Linked DNA regions of Rattus norvegicus: region 1 is linked to region 2. A link is a contact called in public Hi-C data. All regions are on one chromosome and are shown on one strand. Each heading gives the region's core, a stretch centred on a gene start, on an enhancer-like site or on the middle of the called end of the contact. The rest is flanking DNA. Distances are from core to core; before and after follow the strand shown. Region 1 overlaps Rora (RAR-related orphan receptor A). Region 2 overlaps Rora (RAR-related orphan receptor A).

Region 1 (6,158 bases), core at 3,402-5,901, 130 kb before region 2:
TAGGTGTAGCCCCCAAAGATCTGCTTAAGGGTTAAGTCAGGTGAGAAAGTAGTTCTTAAGACCAGAGTTCGCTCTTTTAGGGTAGAAAAGCATTCCTCTTCCATCTCCACAAAGCTGTGAGAGAGGGGGACTCTCCCCTTACAAATGCATTTCAAACATGCACATATTTTTAAATTTTTTAAAATCACATTTAGTTTGCTCTGTGTGCTTGCTTGTGTGGCTACAGTGTGTATATGCATGCATACACGCACGTGTTCCTGTGCATGTGTGGAAGTCAGAATGACTTACAAGACAGTGTATCTGACTGCAGCAGCAGAAGGTTCCAAGCCAATGAGTGGGCTGAGGAAGACCCAAGCGCATAGTAGCCACATGAGCAACCACGACGTGACAACAACCATCCTAGAGGCCCTGACTCGACAGAAAGGAGTACCATACAGGCCTCCATCTGACCCCTGCCACTTGTCATCTGAACCGACCCTCCCTGATGAAGTTCTTCCTCTCGCTCCTCTTAAGGCTCCCTAGGAGGAGAGCTTCCCAACAGCCAGCTCCCAGGAAGAGCAAGGGAGAGGGATGGAGCTCCAGCTTCCTGAGCTATGACTGCCTATCTCTCAGCCTCCAAGGACCCTTCAAGTCTTCAGGGTTGGTGTCTTCTCTGCATCAAGTGACCTTGATTTGCCTCCAGAAATAGGCGCAGGTACCAAAACTCATGAGCCTGATGCCAAGACTTAATGCTTCAGAGAGACTTCACAGTGCCAAAAGTGCCTCTCCGCACAGCGAGGCTCTCTACAGGAGAATGTCTTCTAAGTCTCCAACCCCTAAGAAGACTCCAGAACCAAAGAGAAGATGAGACACAGCCTGAAGAGGTTCTCTGCTTCCTCTCAAAGCTCTTCTGCCTAATGATAGACACAGCTCGTCCCCTGCACAGTTGGCTAAACAATGCTAGCTAAATATTCATTTCTTTCTAATGAGCTTAGTGCCAGGGTTTCCTGTGAAGCTACTGCACTGACTTGGTTTGGCTGTGTGTCCAAACCAGTGTTACAATATGGGGTTCTTACACATAACAAACAAACAACCAATCATGAGGAAGCATCTGCATTACCAGTGTTCACCCTGAAAATGCCAGTGTTTACCCGAGTGGGAAGATGTTCTGATGTTTTCCGAGGTCACTGTTTGAGAGGGTAAAAACTTGCTGAGGTAAAACTGCTCAAGAAAAAAAACAAAACAAAACAAAAAAACAATAAAGAAAGGTGAGAGAGGTGGAAGCACCATTAGCAGACTTGAACCAAATTCTGTTCCCATCAGGAAACTAAGGCAAGCAGGAGGTTGGGGAAGGCACGCTTTCAGTTGCGATCAGGCCTTGGTCACTCGGAGACTTTTCTAGAGAAACTCCCATTCCATCATATTTATTTACTCAGTGACTGACAGGGACAGAAGGCCCGAGACTGAGTAACAGGTAAGTCCCCTTGCTTTTTGTGCCATCACCCAGTGCCGAGTTTCTTCATGAAGAGCAAGTAGGCAATTTCCATGCTTCAAGTTTGACATCCACAACTTGAGTTTGCCTGAAGCTACGACATAGTGAACTGTGCGGCTCCCTTCAGATCTTGCAAGCTACCAGCCATTGGTTGGGGTGGGTAACCGGTTGGGAAACCACGCAGGAAAAGACAGCTTTTGCAAATGACTCAGTAGGTGGTTCGGACTCTTGTGACTCAGAACCAAGCCCATGGCTCAATCCCATGCCAAGACTCCCTGGAATGGTTAGATGCTCTTAGCCCGGCTGGTATGTAATACTGAGGACCTCTGGTGTTTGCCTGATGGGAGACAAATGTCTCCTCTGATAAGTCTCCAGGACTGTGAACCAGAGCTACAGCAAAATTCACTTAGTGGCCAGTCCTGCTTTCCCCAAAGCTCCAGAGAGTTGTTTGTCTGTCTGTTTTGAAATAGTTTCATGTAGCCCAGGCTAGCCTCCAGCTCGATATGTATTGAGGATGCCCTTGAGCTCTTGATCCTACTTCTACCTGCCAGGTGCTGGGAACAGGCATATGATGACATTCTACCCAGTGTATTCGACCTTGTGCTTTGTGAATGCAAGACAACCCCACTGGAGAGTTTTGATGCTTTCTCTGTCATGCAACTTTTCATTTGAACATTTCCTTCCTTACCCATTGGCTTCCTCCCACCTCTCACAGTCATGGACTTGTAGACACTGACTTCCTAGCTCTTCCTTTGTTTCTGCTGCTTCCTGGAGTTGTGTCTCTGAGCAAGACTCCCACTAAGGATATCTAACAGCAACAGCTACAACTTTCACCCCCTTACTATTCCTCATCAGACTTCCTCCTAGCTCCCATAGAAATGCTGTTTGTACCTCTTGTCGTGGAGAAAGCATCCAGTCCTATTCTTAAAGAGGCGATGTCCTCCCTTACTCTGCTATGGTCTAGGCTCTGGGTGATTTAGATGAATCGCTCACTCCTCCCTTTGAGCACTGTCCCCTCTCTTGTACTTTTTCCATCCCCCATTACTTAAGACACCCTTTCTCTGTCTCCTGAGATTCTGCTGTCCCACCTTCCAGGCCTGGAACACAAACCAGCCTCCTCCTCTCTCAAGAGGCATCCACACGTATGTCTTGATCTCTGACTCCACATCTGGTTGGTACTCTCCTATGGACATAGAACACTCTATCCTGAACAGTAGGCATTTGTAGGAACAATGGCGGTTGTCCTTCTGGAATGTTCCTCAGGGAAGGGCTGCTGGTAGGTAGGCATGGGGAGATAGGTTCTCCTTATTTCCCACCATTCCGGAGCATACAAATTTGTACTACCGGGCAAACGGGTGAAGTCGGAAAATCTAGACGGATGTTCTCAAATTCTCTCCAACTGTGGAGTCCCATCGCAGAGGTGGCTGCACATCAGTAATAAAAGCCAGGCCGGCAACAAGCTTTTCGGAGGCGCTGGTGTGATACATTCTGTTGGCCATGGGCTGTCTTTGGGTGGGTACAGGCAGACTCACACAAACCAGATGTGCATCTGCTTAGAAAGGACCCGGAGAGGCTGGCCTCCCCCGTTTCTCAACGTGATGAGAGGTGCCCTGGAGCCCTGCAGCTCACAGTTGTTCTGGAAAAAAAAAACCCACTTAGCACAGCCTCAGTTCTGGCTCCTTAGCATATGGATGGCAGTGGTGGGCTGTGGTACCCTGTTGGCAGTAAGCCAGGAGAGAGCTGAGGTTTGGCTTGGCTTTGCTCAGTAAGCAGCCTGGGCCTGCACTAACAAGGTCCCTGGCAGTTAACAAGGCTGTTGCCTGCCTTACACGGGAGGTACTGTCCGGAGCCTGCCTCCTACTGGACTAGTAGATGTTAAATACAGTAGAGGTCATGAGGCAGACATTGCTAAAGTTTTTCTTCTTAGTGCCCTTCAGGAGGCTAGCCAGCTACTTTCAAACTTAGCAAGGATCAGAGAGTCTCAGAGGCTTTATGCAAACACATATTGCTAGTCCAAACTCTGAAATATCTGACTTGAAATCCTTGGGCAAGGATACAGAATTTATATTTCGTTCTCAGATGATGCTGATAGGACTATTCAAAGAACTCCACTCTGTGAACCATGGTATTACGATATAAGTCTGTAGGTTTAGCCCCATTACAATGAATCCCTTGGACTGGGGAGATGGGGCAGTCAGTAAAGTGCTTGCCTTAAAATCATGAGGATTAGCCCGGCAGTGGTGGTGCTCCGGATGCAGAGACAGGCAGATCTCTGAGTTCGAGACCAGTCTGGTCTACAGAGTGAGTTCTAGGATAGCCAAGGCTACACACAGAAATCCTGTCTTGAAAAACCAAACCAAACCACAACACCGACTGCCCCCCCACACCAAAACCATAACCCACATTTAAAAGCCAAGCATGTGCTTGGATTGCCTGTAATCTTAGCACTGGAGAGTCCAAGAGTGGGATCTCTGGGGCCTGCTGGTTAGCAAGTATAGCCTAGTAGAGAAAGTCCAGGCTAGGGAGGTACTCTGGCTCAAAAAATAAGGCCTGTTTCCAGACTAATTTGAATACACACACACACACACACACACACACACACACACACACACACACACACACACTCAGTTCCCTGCTTTGCTACAGAAACTATCTTTCTTTCTACGCTGCTGGCTGCACTGACCATTTCTCACCTAGAACAACAACAAAAAGAGCCCTTTAATTGCACAGCCAAGCTTGACTTGACTGAGCCCTAACTATGTGCCAGGCACTGTTCTAAATCCTTAACACATTATTAGCTCATTTAATCCACATAATTCTATGCAATAGGTACCACGATTATCCCCATTTTAGAAATAATAAATCCCACAGGGGGCCCTTAGGAAATACTTTCTGAATGAATGAAGGCAGGCAGGATCGGGAAACATTTATACCATGTGCTACGGGAAGCTTGTTTCCACGCCAAGGGAAGCCATCAGAAAGTGAAGAACTGGCTTGTCAACCAGTTGTTTGTTCCTGTACGACACCAAATAACCCATGTGCCTGCCATTGGCCGCCTGCTCTGGCTCTGCGTAGACATCTCCTCACTGGGAGGGAAGCCAGAGTTAATCTCTCACAAAGGGTGGTTTAATAATAACCAGACACTGGAGGCAAACAGAAAGGAACACAGTGATCCCACGCAACCCCAGGAAAAACGGGCTATTCGGGCTCACAGTGTGTGCACTGCCAACTGGGGAGGGCCCCTGGGGCTGCCTGAGGTTTCTTAATTTTTATTCTAAAAATAGCCCAAGCAGGTGTCCCTCCTGGTTATCCCCAAATGCACCAGTGCAAGCCTCTACTGACGCCTCTCACTCTCAAACAACACTAACGCTCCCATTGGAATGGAAACCAGGTCATCTCTGGAAGACTATAAATGGACAGCCCCTCTCTGTCTATTACTTATTAATGTTTCCCCGCCTTTTGCGCAACCAGCCTTGAGGCCCAAACAGAGAAATACCCCCTACATAAAGTTACCAGTATGGATAAATAAAACATCAGACTCAAACTGGTAGCTTTATCCTCCCCTGCTGGAGCAGGGTAGGCTGTGCTGCTAGATGCTACACACAGCTATCCTCAAAGCGCAGCCCTTGGAGAATGAAGGGATGCACTCTTCCCAGAAGTTACTCATCTTTGCCTCTGTGGAAGATTGCTCTTGTCTGCGATGGATGGCAAGAGGTGATCACAGAGTGATTCTTAACCCGAGTCCCTTGGAGTTGGGCAAAGCAAGGTTGGCATTGCTGATGAAGAGCCTCCCCATACAATATGCATGCTCTGTGGCTACTGGGCCTCAAGAGTCACCATGGAAATACCAGCCGCAGAGAAATGTGTGTGAGAGAAGAATCAGAGTCCCTCTGTAAAGTTCCACAGAGATGTAATTATGCAGGATCCAAGCCTATCTGATGTAGCTACTCTGGCATTCATCACTCCAGGGAGCCCCTCTGGGTCAAGGGGAGAGCCATGCCCAAAGCTGTATCATTCCCTCCACCTCCTCCTGGCTGCTTACAAACAGTTCTTGCTTCATTGGAACAAAGTCTCAGAACAAGGTCTCAGCCTGGTGTGAGGCAACGTGGGGGGCTGTTCTGATGGAGAGACCTGGTGTCATTCTTGGCACCAAGGTGTGTCTCTCTGTAACTCACCAGGATGATGGAGAGAGAGAGAGAGAGAGAGAGAGAGAGAGAGAGAGAGAGAGAGAGAGAGAGAGAGAGAGAGAGAGAGAGAAAGAGAGAGAGAGAGAGAGCCCACACATCTCTCAGGTCTTCTTCCTCATTGAAAAGCTGGTCCTCTCTTTTGCCCACAGTGGAGAAGCCTAGTCTGGTAATCTGTCTGTAATGGTCTCAGTCTGTGCAGAAGAGCATTCGCAGTGCAGAAGACAGCACCCCGACTGCTGTGGATGGAAGGGAAACTGGTGCTCAGAGGTGTGAGTATGTAAAGGCTTGGGCTCCGGCGGGTGGCACTGCTTGGGGAGGTGGTATAGCCTTGCTGGAGGAAGTCCATTGTCAGAGGTGGGCTTCGAGGAGTTCCTATCCCCACGCCCCATGCACACCTCCAGTTCAATTTCTTCGATTCGAGTTTGCAGTCAAAGATGTGATCTCTCAACTTCCTTCTTCAGTTGCTGCTGCCAGGCGCCCCTGCCATTATGAACCCCCCT
Region 2 (6,009 bases), core at 2,203-4,702:
TTCCTCTCATCATCAGGCAGCAAGAGAAGCACTGGCCAAGATTTCCCAACTCCTTTAGTGGCCTAGAAGTAGAATTCCAGAAAGTCTGAGACAGGAGACAGCCAAGCAAGAAGAAACATTCTCCAAGTTCCCCCACCCCAGCCCATCTCCCTGGCTCCGGTGCCTCCTCACTGCCTGCCTGACTTGATCAGTCTTCCCTAGCCCCTCCCCTAACAGAATCTAGCACAGATCACTCAGTGTTCCCAGTACATCAAACACCACAAAAACAACTAGAGTTTAAATAAAAACATATGTCAGGTCTTAGTATAGTTTACAAAGTATCTGTAATGTTGTAATTCAAAAGTTGGCACAGTTGTCATGCCATGCAAGATGTACCCACTGGTGCAAGATTGGCATGGCTACCATGGGAGGAACCAACCTCTGTCTGAGTGCATTGGAAGCCCACCATATATGAGGGAATCCACTCCTGATAGTGTTAATTACTGTTAAAAGCCTATGGCTGGGAAGGGCATGAGCCCTAGGCCTGGGCTACATGAGATACTGTCTCGACAACATACACATGCATACATACTGAGTAGGGTTAGACCTGACATCACTGTTAATTTTGGTAGCCATATTTAAGGAAGCATTGTTGGAAGGGCTGGTACTGTTCTGATTTCTGTGTCAATGGCTAAAGATTGATGTCCCGTATCTCCAGTTATAAGTATCGTTGACAATTGATTTTTTTCGTTAGTCGAAACTTAGAAACTCCTTTCAATTTCAACCTGTATCATCTGGTTCAAAGTGCTCTAGTCACACTGTACCATTACAGTCATGACACGAAATGCTGCCGGCGACAATCGTCAACCGTGAAGTACCGTGATGTGCTCTCAGAAGTGTGGTGCCTCATGTTACCACCTCACTTCATGTTTTCTGTCAGATTTTCAGGTAATAAAATCAGGATCTATGCTGAACCGCAGAGCATCTGCAGCCAGACAAACTCAGAGGGGCAGACATTTGGACACAGGTGTTCTTCTTCAGTTCATTGTGACACCTCCCTCAGAACCTATGAGGAGCTACTGCTGCTCGATTTGGGGGACAAACCAAGCTCAGTCCATGGCTCCCCATAATTTTATAGAGTCTCCATCCACCTGGTCTCAAATTTCAAAATAGGAGGCACAAGTACATTTCTTTGCCCCAATCTGGCAATATCTCGAATCTGCTGGGTAATTTAATTATCCATCCGAAACGTCTTTGGTTCTCGGGCTGTTCGTATGTTCTGGTCTGTGTGTAGTCTACATGACAGATGGGCAGGCAGGTGCTTTTGGTTGTGATTCCAATACCATTTGCTTACACTCAGCATTTGGTCTTCCTTTTTGACCAAATCAATGCCTTAGTCAAAGCAGTGTGCAAAGTGCCCGAGGTGACGTATAGGCACATCTACTGGGTTGTCTCTGTAAGCCTGGGTGTGCTCATCTCCAAACGCAATTTCAATTATTTTGTCCATAGGCTGGCTCTCTCTCTCTCTCTCTCTCTCTCTCTCTCTCTCTCTCTCTCTCTCTCCCCCCCTACCCCCTCAGCCTGTGTGTGTGTGTGTGTGTGTGTTCAGCATACTATGCCCACTTTTAGAAAGATCCCATGTTTTCACCACCTAAATCATTACATAAACGTTATTACTTTGGTCCACCCCTAACGAAGACTAAAGGTCTACCCTGTTTATAGAACACTGCTTATGGGGACCACTGTTCCCTGCCTCTAAGACAGTCTCCACCCAGTGGAGACTGATAGCATTTACCGTTTCTCTGACAGCATTCTCCAGCACTTGTACGTGAAGGAAGAATCGAGAAAAATTCACTATGACGATTGCCCCCCCCCCCTTTTTTCAAATTCTCTCGATGCATCTTGGATTGTTTTATGCGCTTTGACATCTTAGGCTTGACTTGAAAATCCATCCATACTTCAAGCATCTAAGTCTACAGAGGGAGGCAGAGGGGGTGGCTGTGCAGTTGTTCTATAAACATGGGCCCTCCGCTTAGTGAACATAGGACAGCAGTGGAAGACTGGGATTACTCTGCCCACAGAGTCTCAGCTACGGGGGATGCCTGCATTCACCTGAGGTAAGCAGAGCCCTGTTGTTGGCCTTTAACCCAAGACCTGCAAGTCCCCCAATAAGACAGCAAATATTGTATTAGGTACATAGATAGTTCAAGCCGTCCCTCCACAGGCAAGAAATAGAAGCAAGAACTCTTTAAAACAAGGTGAAATTTGTCTAATAGTGACGAACCACTGTAAGCAATCTGTGACCCACCTCCTTGTTTATTCAATGGTATGCCTTGAGTAATTAAAAGCTAGAGAGAGAGAGAGAGAGAGAGAGAGAGAGAGAGAGAGAGAGAGAGATATTGATCAGCCAGTTGTGAAACCAAACATTCACAGAATCCCAGCATGTTTCCAAAGGCTCAATTTGTATCTGTGCACTCTTAAAAAACAACCTAGAGGATTGCACAAGGAAGTCCAACGGTAAAAGTGTCAGCTCTTCTTCAAACTGCAGTAGCCAAGAAAATAAAACTGGGTGGAGGACCTGAGACACAGCGGAAGTAGTGGCATTCCAGGCTAGAGAAAAGCAAGAAGGGGTGTCAGGAAGAGTAACGCATTCGTTTAGCAAAGTCACAGTGAGAGAGGGCAGAGGAAAATAAAGGCAAAGGCTATAGGGTCCAGGGAAAGAGGAAGGGGTGGGTGGAAACAGCTGGAATTGTTCAGCTGTGTCAACATTCGGCTTCTTGGCAGATTGACTAGCAAAGTGTCATCTGAAACCAATTACATTCCCAAAACCCCACGGACCCAGTTCATAACATTGATTAATCCACATTGTGAAAAAGTCCCCAAGCAAAACTAGACCAGCTGTCAGCCCTTGGAGCAGAGAGAGAGAGAGAGAGAGAGAGAGAGAGAGAGAGAGAGAGAGAGAGAGAGAGAGAAAAGAGAGGAGGGAGAGAGGAGGGAGAGAGGAGGGAGAGAACAAGCATTGCTTAAGGGGGAAAGCGGAAGAAAAGAAGGGGTAAAAACGAAGAAGAAAAGCACCTCCCGAAGTATTGGGACCTTCAGAAGGTGTTGCCTTCTGAGATGAGTTGGATTTAGATAGACTCCACCCTGAGTCTTTTTTACCAGAACCGACTATAATTAGAAAAGCCAGGGTCACGTTAAAATAAACTCCAAGTCCATTCCCAAAGTCAGAACACAATGAATCCAAGTCTCTGATGCCGTGTGACCTTACATTCCCTTCTGGGAACGATATGAACATCTTAATTCTCATGTATGGTTTTGCTCTTTATTGTTTTAAATGCATGCATCTGTTCACACTGAACCAATCAAATGTAATCATATTTCATATATTTCCTTTCTCATGTATGTCCATGTGTGCACATTCCTGCATGCTCCTGTACATGTGGAGGCCAGAGGTTAGTCAGCCTTCCTTTTCCAAGACTGGACCTCTCCCTGACTTGCCTAGGCTGTACTGGCCAGATGGCAGGCTCCAGGGATCAGCTAGTGTCTTGCCTTCCAGAGCTGGGGTTATAAGTGTATGCCTCCATGCCCAGCTGGAGGTGCTGGTGACTTACCTCAGGTCCTCAGGATTGCAGTGTAAGCACTCTAGCCAGGGACCTAACTCCTATGCCCTCAAATATTCCCTTTAAAATCTTTTTATACCTTTTGTTTTATTGCACAGGGGTGGAAGTGTTCACCATGTCCTAGATTTGCAAGACCGTGACTTATGACTGAGTCAAACAAAGGATTACCACATTCATTAGACATGAAGAAGTGCTTGTGCAGGGCCCAGAAAGCACTCCCATACACGATCGTGCCTCCATGGCACCCCATGCAACTATCCTGGCCTCTACAAAAGCCTCTAATCAGAAGGTGGCAGGATGTGTGGGAAGCCCTTGGTCCTGTTGCTGAAGCAGAAGCAACTAGGACTCCAAGTATTGGGCTTTGTAAAGAAGAGTTGGTTCCATCTATGCAGCCATAGAATCCTCTAAGAGAAGGCTGTGTTTCTGTAAATTCTGACCTCAGGTCCCCACGATGAGGCTGCAGGTATCGGAGGGCTCTTCGGTTGGCTGCATGGCTTGTCTTATAGAAATACACGTGCCCATCTATCCTTCACTCAGCAAACACTTATCAAATGCAGACTCAGTATCAAGCACTGTCTCCCACCCAAGAAAAACAATGACTGTCTAGCGAATTTGTATTTCTTGTTATAAAGTTAGAACCTAGAATAGTCAGAACAATGGAGGTAATATTGCTTGTACTTCCCTTACTCACATATTCTAAGAGTCCTAGGGTTTCAAAGGTTAGAATTGTGAGTCCCATGTGGAACTCTCTGTGCGAATAGTTGCCTACGTCTATAACTCTCTAATAATGATTTTTTTTCTCCCCAAGGGAGAGTTTGAGACATGGTTTTGCTTGAGTATCTCCGACCAGTCAGCCTCACACTTAACCAACCTCCTGCATCAGCCTCTTTACCATTTGGATTATAGGTGTGTGCCACCATTACACTTTACTCTGAATCTTATAGATAAGTAACTGATGCTCACAGAAGCTCAGTGAACTACCCAGGGCCATCTAAACAGAAAATACTAAAGTCGACTCCTGACTTTGCAGCAACAGCAACAACAAAAATTCAGGGGTTTAGAGAGATAGATGGCTCAGTGGTTAAGAACACATGCTGCTCTTACAGAAGCTCCAGTGCAGCCCAGCACTACCATCCCCAGCACACACAGAGAAATAAATAAAAATAAATTTTTAAAATGCACAGATATATTATGCTTGACAGGGGCTTTCCTGAGCCTGCTGGCGAGTCTCAAAGCATGCAAAATATATTTCCTACTGGGAAATGCATTCAGAGTTAGCAAGAAACTGGATGAAATTGGACTCTAAGAATATAAGTGGTTTATGTATTTGGACTGCATTCTAGGTTTGCTCCCTCTACTGTAAATGCCCCATAACTAATCTAGTGGCCTCCTCTGTTGAAATGTCACCCTGTTACTGCAAATTTTATGAACTGAAATATGCCTTTGACAAATTGATCTTTTTCCTTCTACATACTTTTATGTCCACGTCTCATGGTACAGACCAATGTGACCTGTATAAGGCTATTACAGACTCACAGCACCCAAACCTTGCTTACCGCTGGTAGGGTTCAGCCCAGGATTTGAAAAGGGAAAGAGACAAAACACAACCCACAGTTCACTGTATAGGCCAAGACATACAGGCTGGTTTTTCTTTCAGAGTCAGGATTAGGAATTGGAAGATGAAAGCTAATAATAAAAAAGTTACTCTGTAAGTAATGTAGACTTCCCCAAGTAGCAGTAACATCTTCAGTTCTTTAGTGTAAACTCTATGCTGAGTATTGAAAGATATTGCTGGGGGAGGGGAGGGGAGGGGAGCACGAGAGGATGTTGAGATGAGAATCTGAGGGGAGACTGGAGTAACTGCGAGACACAACAGCTGGGGGCTGGGAGGATGGCTTGGTGGTTAGAGCACTTGGCACACAAGTGTTGACAACTGGAGTTCAAATTCCCAGAAACCCATTTGTGTGGTGGTTTGCCTGTAAACCTCAGAAGACCAAGGCAGGGGATTCCCAGAAAAAAATATACTTGCTATCAAGATTAGCTAGGATAACTCTGGGTTTGACGGAGCACCCCTGTCTCAGTGAAGAAGGTGGAAAGGTGGAAGGGTGATGGAGGAAGATATTTGGTATCAACCCTGAGTATCCACATGCATGCACATGCACATGCATGCACATACATGTGTATGCTTACAAAAAGCAAGTACAGATACACACACACACACTCACACACAGGCACACACGCACACAAGCATGCACACACACACACACCACAATGGCAAAAGAAAACGACTAAGGACTCCAGATGAACTCACTAATTCTTTCTTCTAGTTCTTCTCACCCTGGAGGATATTTATAATTATTGTTTTTTAAATGCTCGTGATGTCACAGATAAAGAACACCAATTGCTCCCA

Evidence for each region. Hi-C and Micro-C count contacts between places; a contact is called where the count stands out from the background.
Region 1: a Hi-C map of liver shows a contact between it and region 2, with 4 times the contacts expected there. The contact joins two enhancer-like sites. A contact is called at or near these places in 2 of 12 Hi-C or Micro-C datasets (kidney and liver).

The regions. Positions count from the first base shown.
Region 1 is chr8:78,468,539-78,474,696 of GRCr8, reverse strand. The region is part of intron 1 of Rora (RAR-related orphan receptor A); the gene reads right to left. Among named protein-coding and RNA genes, the nearest start is that of Rora, 290 kb to the right of the region's middle. Within about 2 kb of position 4,651, at least 41 of the 93 cell types and tissues checked have an H3K27ac peak or open chromatin away from gene starts, as enhancers often do. A contact at or near this core is called in liver, where this site is marked.
Region 2 is chr8:78,339,459-78,345,467 of GRCr8, reverse strand. The region is part of intron 1 of Rora (RAR-related orphan receptor A); the gene reads right to left. It overlaps LOC120094342 (a long non-coding RNA gene), which reads right to left. Exons shown (of 2, transcript XR_005488663.2): 1 at 1-6,009. Among named protein-coding and RNA genes, the nearest start is that of Rora, 160 kb to the right of the region's middle. Within about 2 kb of position 3,452, at least 4 of the 93 cell types and tissues checked have an H3K27ac peak or open chromatin away from gene starts, as enhancers often do. A contact at or near this core is called in liver, where this site is marked.